Regions from separate parts of the Zea mays genome. Here regions 2 and 3 are each linked to region 1. The links are chromatin contacts, called in public Hi-C maps. All regions are on one chromosome and are shown on one strand. Each heading gives the region's core, a stretch centred on a gene start, on an enhancer-like site or on the middle of the called end of the contact. The rest is flanking DNA. Distances are from core to core; before and after follow the strand shown.

The links. A called contact is a pair of places that touch in the nucleus more often than the background predicts.
Region 2: a Hi-C map of ear shows a contact between it and region 1, with 3 times the contacts expected there. The contact joins the promoter of LOC103649150 here to the promoter of LOC100284144 in region 1. A contact is called at or near these places in 9 of 25 Hi-C or Micro-C datasets (bundle sheath, ear, leaf and 2 more).
Region 3: a contact with region 1 is called in a Hi-C map of tassel, with 2.7 times the contacts expected there. The contact joins the promoter of LOC100281544 here to the promoter of LOC100284144 in region 1. A contact is called at or near these places in 2 of 25 Hi-C or Micro-C datasets (leaf and tassel).

Annotation. Positions count from the first base shown.
Region 1 is chr2:186,704,451-186,707,150 of Zm-B73-REFERENCE-NAM-5.0, forward strand. LOC100284144 reads right to left here and starts at 1,323. Exons shown (of 10, transcript NM_001157041.1): 1 at 1,188-1,323; 2 at 541-610; 3 at 316-381; 4 at 1-228. The coding sequence starts at 122.
Region 2 is chr2:186,858,722-186,861,421 of Zm-B73-REFERENCE-NAM-5.0, forward strand. LOC103649150 (DNA glycosylase superfamily protein) reads right to left here and starts at 1,386. Exons shown (of 5, transcript XM_008673484.4): 1 at 639-1,386. The coding sequence starts at 1,209.
Region 3 is chr2:186,951,437-186,954,136 of Zm-B73-REFERENCE-NAM-5.0, forward strand. LOC100281544 (putative phototropic-resoponsive NPH3 family protein) reads right to left here and starts at 1,396. Exons shown (of 4, transcript NM_001154463.3): 1 at 1,071-1,396. The coding sequence starts at 1,132.

The DNA.
Region 1 (2,700 bases), core at 73-2,572:
TGAGCCATGGAGGGTGGATGTGCAATGGTTTCCCCAGATGATTTATTCTTGACTGTCCCAATGACCTCGTTAGGCTCAAGAATGCTTAGGTCATCAATATTAAGCATTAGATGTTCCTTCATTGTTGCAAATAACTAATAAACCTTCCAGCAAAAGAATTCTTGTAGAAATGCTATTAGATCAGCAGAGAGTTCATAATCTAGTAGCTAGACCAGGCTTAGCATCCCACTGAAAGAAAAGGACAGGTCAGCCGATGCCATTGTTAACTAGAAAGACACCATTGTTAATTATAAATACACCCTGTTTGTCACATACCAGCTCCAAGATCCACCATAAATCTTGAGTTCATACAAGAATCAAGACCCTTGAGACTTTTTTTGTCTAGAATAGAAAGAAAGCAAGTCAGGTGTACCCCTAAGCCCTAGCTCCACATTCAGAAATTTATGGAGCTAGTAATACCCAACTCCAAGAAATCTTGGTGCTGGGACACTGCAAACAGGGTCATAGAATAACTGAAACAACAGAAGAAACTTGTCTAACCTTGTGAAATAAGGCACCGGAATCCTTGGTGAAAGAGGAAAGAGGCACCAATGCTCTGAGCTCCACGTTTCTGCCCAATATATTATATATATCATCACAAAACAACTTCGCAATTCCCTCCTTCAACATTGAAGGCATTTGAACATTAAAAACATCCTAGATGAGACAAGTCCAATGCTTATGAATAAATAATTTGTTCTGCAAACAGTAATGTTCCTCCCAATCATGAAACAACTGTACCTTTTTTTGCAAATGAAACAACTACTTCAATCTGGACATTTCCAGCAATTAAGTTTGTTTTTCACAGAATATAAATCTAGCATTCTGAGATTTCCCTCACAATTGCATCCGCAATGATAATAAACAGAAGAAACAGATACTTCGATACTAAATTTTATCCAAAGCGCACATTCTTAAATTTGATCATTTGCCTGTCCTAACCTCGGCACGATTAAATTCTCACCACAAGCTACCAACAGGAAAAAGTAAATAATACTAAGTGTAAAGCAAGCAACATGGCTGCCTCTAAACCGAAGTTAGCATGTACAATAAACGTACTTGGGGTCAGATCCGAAACCAAATAGCTTAGGTTGGGGTTGGGGTGCTCCGTTTCGCACAGCAGAATGGAATCGAAGGGGCGGGCATACCTGGTGGATGCTCGTCGCCGGTGAAGGGCCCGACGAAGACCTGGTGAAGGGCGCCGCCGCTCGCCCACTTGTGGCCGCCGGAAAAGGAAGGCCACGAAAGAGACGGGGCGTGAATGGGAGAAGGTAAAAGGAGGGGCGAACGCAACAGGCGGCGACGAGCTCGGGAAGTCGGTAGGTTATAGGTGTTCCTTTTTGAAAAAAAAAAACAATTATTAAATGCGATAGTTTTTTTACCATATATGCCAAATAGCAATTTAGTATCACGCTCACTATGGTCCCTGTCAGCGCGCGTATTGCAGCTCCCATTACAAGCAAATGTTATACACCTCATTTCTTAAGTAAAGTAAGTATTTATTTTCAATCTTTTTATTTAATCACAATGATTGACTTTAATAATTCAATGACTAACACTAATAAATATAATGATGGACTCTAATAAGTACAATGACTGACCCTAATAACTTATTCCTTAGTAATTCTCATAAACTTTTGAAGCTAAAAGATGGAATGACTGTGTTTTCACATAATTATAGGGTTTATTCACTTTTTTCATGTAGTGCATGTTTTTTGAATGAAATCACGATTATTTTATAAATTCTCATAATGATTGAGGCTAAAAAGATGGAATGATTGAGTTTTTTTCGTAATGTCTGTTTTTAGAATGACTGACTTACTAAATGACTGTTATCTCAGTAATTCTCGTAAATGACTCAAGATAAAATATAGAATGACTGACTCTAATAAAATCCTAAGATAAATATGACAAGTGAGATCTAATTTTGAAGCTTTTATTGTGACGAACAAGAAGGTAAAAAATCCAATTTCAATACTAAATTTTGTAGATATTAATTTTTTAAGTGGAACTTTAAAGCATGCATTTGTGCATTCTTTTTTTTGAGAGTGTTGGGCGCCACATCGGATTAGGTGATGGACACGCCACGGATTTTGGGCTGTCAAAACTGGATTTTATTATGCATATATATAGTCTCTATGTAACTTGTAGTAAATTATCTTCATAATAGCAATTTAGTTGAGAATATATAATATATAATGTATAAACAATCATGTCAGTGTAACCGTGCAATCATGTGATAAAGTTCATCCAATAAAAAATTCAATGGTCATTGCTATTTTACATTTAATTCTTCAATATATATGTCATCATTTGAATTTGGTTATATGCATTATATCTCCTGATTACACGGTTACATAAATATGATTGACTGAACAAGTTATGTTTTTATTATAGTTTTCCTTCACGACATCTTATGCATACCACCACTTTTATTTAGGGTCCCACATGAGTTGTGATTAGAGTTCACAATATAACAACATAACATGAATTATGTTATGACCTTGATCGCATCATGCATATAGGTCAGGGTCACAAGTATACCAATCAATGTTATTGGTTTTGCATTCATGCTTATGTTTCTACTTTTTATAATCTTCAGAGGCATGTATAGACATACCGATTAGGGGTCTTATAAAAAGGAGTTTTGACGTGGCCCTA
Region 2 (2,700 bases), core at 136-2,635, 150 kb after region 1:
AAAAAATGCATGACCACCGTTTCTCTAAATGTAGGCAAGCATTCCTTACTAGACCAGCCGCGTCTTCACTTCTACCTAATGGCATATACAAACTAGATACTATATTATGGTTCTTTAAGCACTAGATACACCTAAGAAACCCCTTCATACAATCCAATATATCTAAGCCTTATATTTTATTCACTAGAGCCTCTTGAGTACGACTCATTTACGTGAGTTGTATGTGTGGAACCGTATCTAGACTTAGAGAACTGTGCCAGAGACGTTCCTTTACAAGATATTGTCTCTTGTGTTTTTAATACCCTTTAAGATATGTAAGACATTTATGTGTGTTGTACATGCTCTGATCTCTCCAACCAAATTGATTGGGGGGTTGGGGGGGGGGGCTGGCACTAACTGTGTACGTATGTATATTGTTACAATTGATATCTGTTAATCTAGATGTAATAATCTAAGAATATATATGCATGATGTCTATCATGAGTTCATGACAAATTAAAGGTGAAAAGCAGTCGTCTAAAGTGTCTAGTATATATGTTGTAGGTCTTCGTATACATACGATAAGCTAGCAAATGTGTCTTGACCTTACCGAAAATAGCCATAAATAAGCTCATGAATGATTTGTTTTGACCACCTACCACTGTTAGGGGTAATCCAGGGGCACCTCGGCGGCCCCGCTGACGCCGCCGCGGTGGGTTCTCCGTTCAACAAGCCGCCTGCTACCACCGGCGGCACCGCCTGATGGTGAACAGTAGTGGCCGCTGCACCGCCGCCTGGCACGACGCCGCTACTAGCGACCTTCCTGGACGCCGACGCCGCCGCCGCCGGCCGCGCGGAGGGAGGTCCGGCAGAGCCCGCCGCCCTCCGCCGGGGAGCCCCCGCGGGCGGGCCCGCGGGGCGGCGGCCGATCCGGCCCGTGGACGCCCGGCTGCAGAATGACTCGGTGGACGCCTCCGACGCGCACGAGACGCTGAGCGAGGACGACGGGTGCACGTAGCTGCTCCCCCGCCCACCACCGGCGACTGCGGCACGGCGCAGTAGCATGGACGCCGCGGCGCCCCTGGCCGACGCCGGCGACGGCAGCAGATTCTTTCTCCTGGCCGACGCCGGCGGAGGCGGCTCCTTGTCCCTGGCTCCAGGCGGCTTCGGAGACTGAGACAGCCTCCGTGCGGCCCCGGGCACACGGGGAGCCGCCGCCGCCGACGACATGGCCCGGGGGACTGGAGCGTGCTAGCTACACTACACCTACACCTAGCCGCGCGAGAGAGTGGAGTCGTGCCCGTGCCTGTGCTCTCTCGCGCGCGTAAAGTGAGCTTGTGCCGACGCGCGCGCGCGTTGTGAGCGAAAGCGAGAGACGATCGGAAGAGCCGGAGCAGGTGATGAGCCGGTTAAGTAGATAGCGCGGTAGCGGCCGCAGCGTGTTGTAGCAGCCAGTAGCGGAGTGGCGCGCAGGGCCGCACCGCGCCGCGCGGTGGGTGGGAGGTGCAGCCGCGCAGAGGGATCGGAAAAAGGAGGGGTGATGCGGACGCGCGCGGTAGGTGCCACGTCGAAACCGTATCGTCGTCGTCGTCATGGGGAACGTAACTATACAGACGACGGACCTTTGATGCAGTAGTTAATCATGGCGATTAGCTAGTAGAGATCATATATATGCACGAAAGTGACGAGACCACGTACGCCCCATGCCATGCATGGTCGGAGCACGTCGATCTGTACCAGACGGTGGAAGCAGGGATATATAGATTTTCTGATGGATAAAATGAGATATGCATGCCCTATTGGCTTGTTTCCTTCCTGAATCCTGACCTGGCCGGTCGCTACTGCAGATCCATGGAGCTGGTGAACCCAAACAGTTTAATAATCTTATTACTTCTATTTTTAAAATAATAAATTGAATTATTTTTAATGAGTTGATATATATCTCTACTACTAATTATAAGTCTATTGTAGGCGTCCACACCCCCGGTGCACGTTCTGCCTCCAGCTCATCCCTCCTGCATCCCGCTCGCCCGCCGCATCCCTCCCGCATCCCACAGTCGCACCTTCAACGGCGGAATCCAGGCGCACCCCCGGTGCACGTTCTGCCTCCAGCTCATCCTGTTGGGGCAAAGGCAAAGGCGCCACTCTTCGCTCGAAGTCTTCGCTGCAGCAGCTGAGCTAACAGAGACAAAACAGGCAGGGACACCCTTCGCATGTACCGCACCAGACGAAGACTGGCGACGAAGGGCGTCCCACAGTGCAGCCTCGTCCAGCTCAGAGGCCCACGTGTGATCCGGCCCATCGTTACGGGCCCCGCGTGGCCGCCGTGCGTTACGGGCCTAATTTGTAAAGACATCCCTGTAATTACGGTCTGTAACCCCGCTTTATGGGAATATTCTGGGGATAATCTAGGTAGCTGAGGGCACATGCGTCCTTAGCTCAAGGCGCTGCGCGCTCAGGTACCTATAAATACCCCTGCACAGTGCCCGTGAGAGGCCGGATTAACAGAGCTTTTGCCATCTAGCGCGTGTGCCCTGTTGACACCACTGTTCACCCTTGTTGGATCCCCTCGCGACCGAGAGCAAGTTCCAACATTTGGCGTCCACCGTTCGTGCTACGAGAAAACCACCCGCGATGGCACCCAAGAGAGCTAACCCGAAGGCCGACGAGGCTGCGAAGGCAGCACTGCTCGCCGCAAGAAAGGGCAAGGCCCTCGCCCTC
Region 3 (2,700 bases), core at 146-2,645, 250 kb after region 1:
AACAAATCGCCGAACAGCTAGCGAGTAGCATGACGACAACGGGATGGACACAAACAACTATTCCCAAGAGAAACAAGGAATGCCAGCGTGAAAGTCCAGAAATAGGGGAATTTTTTAATTTCTTTTTACATGTATCTAGTTCAGAAAATAGCATCATGCAACAGATAAATATTCCCTAGTTATCGCTGGATAGTTTAATTTTGTACTATCGAGCGACAACTAAAACGAAATAGAGAAAGTAGAATGCAGAGAATACTCTCCCAACCCCCAATCCCCCCACCCCCACCCGAAAAAAACATCCGGGAACAGGTAGGAAAAGAAACTATGAATACAGCATTGTTGCAGTCCATTGAAGGCCTCAAGCGGCGGGTTGAGATGGAAAAGGTCAAACTTTTTGGAGGAAACGGCAAGTACCAACGAATTTGGTGGTATCGGCAATCAGAAAAAAAGTGTGCCTCCTATATACGCAACAACAAAAAGAATCCAAGTACAATGTCACGTCGAAATCAAGGAACGAGGCAGGAAAGGACAAGAGAGTTGGTTATTCTGAAACCACAGTCCAAACAAGAACATGCATGGTGGTGAAAGAAGGTCTCGAAACCGCCCCCGGCCCCATGTTAGCACCCGCCACCTTCGCCAATCGCCATCATCGTCTCACAAAACAGAGTTGTTCTTCTAGCTAAAGGAAACCCCTCCAAATTAGATGGGAAATAAAAGAGAGGTCTTTGGCGCCCTCACCACCACCACCACCACCACCACCACCACCACCACCACCACCACCACCACAGTTAATGGAGTGAATGGTACTGTTGCATCATTCGACCGCCGCACGGGGACGAGGCCGAGCAGGCTGTTGGTAATCAGCCGGACTCGAGCGTCCGACAAAGAAAAGCGCATGGTTTTTTTTCTTACAAGATCAAGAGGATGCGGCGATCCTAGGGAGCAGCGTCGGGTAGATGCCATAGGACAGACTGTGAGGCAGCAAAGATCACCGCACTGCGCACTGGGCCTGAGCAGGAGAGAGAGAGAGAGATGGTTGAGGGAGAAGAGAAAGTGAGGCGTGTGCTCACCGGACGTCGGCGCCGTCGGACTGGAAAGCATCGGGCTTGGAGCCCAGCTTCATGAACTTCATCCTCCCTGCGCGCCTTTCTCCTCTTCTTTTCCTCTCAGAGCCGCGCTCCCATGCACCGCGCCACGAGAAAGCAGCCGTGAGGAGCTTTGCAGCTCCGCGCTGGTGTGGTGCTGCTGCTGCTGCTCCAACGAAGAGGCGGTCGGTGAATATAATGGGACTGAATGAACGCGGCAGTTAACGGAGAGCGGAGCGGGGCGCGCTCACTTGGGACTCACTCGGAGGAGACGAGCAGAGCAGGAGGAGGAAGGAGGGAGCGCGGCCAATGATGCCGTGGCGTGTGAGTGATGGGATATTATTGAACCCAAAGCCGCCCTGGTCTCTGCACTGCACCCAACTCGTCTCTCTCTCTCTCTCTCTCTCTCTCTGCTGCTGCTCTTCTCTGGCCTCCTCGGCCTGCCAAAGCCGCCCTTCTCGTTGCTTGCTGCAATGTCAGTCAATACGGTCTCTCTCTCTCTCTGACCAGAAGAGCCTGTGGCGTAGCCTTTTTCGGCCCTCCCTAGCTATATGGCTGCGCTGCGCGCCTCTCTTTCTTCGCTTCAACGAACATGGCCGTGGGACTGTCTCGCAGTCGCAGTGCTTACTCCACGGTTAGCCAGTCTGATTAGTTTCCCCTTTAGCACTGTCTCCAGCTTTATTAATAGATAGAGAGCATTTCAGTTCAGGGTGCGCGGTGGGTGGTGCCATCCGTGTTGGGTGCATTGCAGTGGGGAGTGAGGGAGGGCCTTCGCGCACTTCACACAGGCAGCACACGTCCGTTTCCGTGTGCGCCGCGCTAGGCAGCAGCAAGAGCCATGTCTTTTTCACCTCAATAGATTTGAGGACGAGGCAATAATGACGTCGTCTTCGCAACCCCTCACGTAGACTCTCTTCTAGAAGGTTTCTCCCAAGTTCTCAGCATTATTGCTAACCATTCAGGCATTTCCTGGAGGCCATTGCACCTCGCGGGGCCTAGCTAACGTATCAAAACAACTGCAATCTTCTCGCAAATCTCCCTCTCGATCTTGTCAAAAGTTACCGTTTTCCCTTGACAAATTCGGCTAATAAAGTTGGTTGGTAAACCCCGACCGGGTAATAATATCACTATATATACCAGCTACTAGTTGGCACCGGTCACGGGCCAAAGCGGGCAGCCAAGTCAACTGACGACCAGATTTACAAATTACAAGGCTAGTTAATACAAGCGCGCGTAGGTGGACACATGTCTTCCTTTTCAACTTTATAGATGGTGTACATTTTTTCCTTTGATACAGGAAGATTTTATTAATGACTTCAAGCACATTACATCGAGGAGATACAAGCCCTTAAAATTTCTTCTAGCCTCTGCTTAAGGAGCACACAGCTTTGAAACAAACAAAGTTGATAACCCACACGCTAATGGTAATCAATCCGAAGACTAGTCCGTCACCCATGTGTCCAGGGAAAAAAGTACAGTCCATTTTGTAAGTTAGTTAGAATTCTCTTAATTTTGAAGGTGAGACTAACCACCTTTAACTCTCTAGAATTATATGGCGCTTTCATATTAGATGATTTAATGATTAATTTGGGCTCTAAGCACATTTGAATCCATC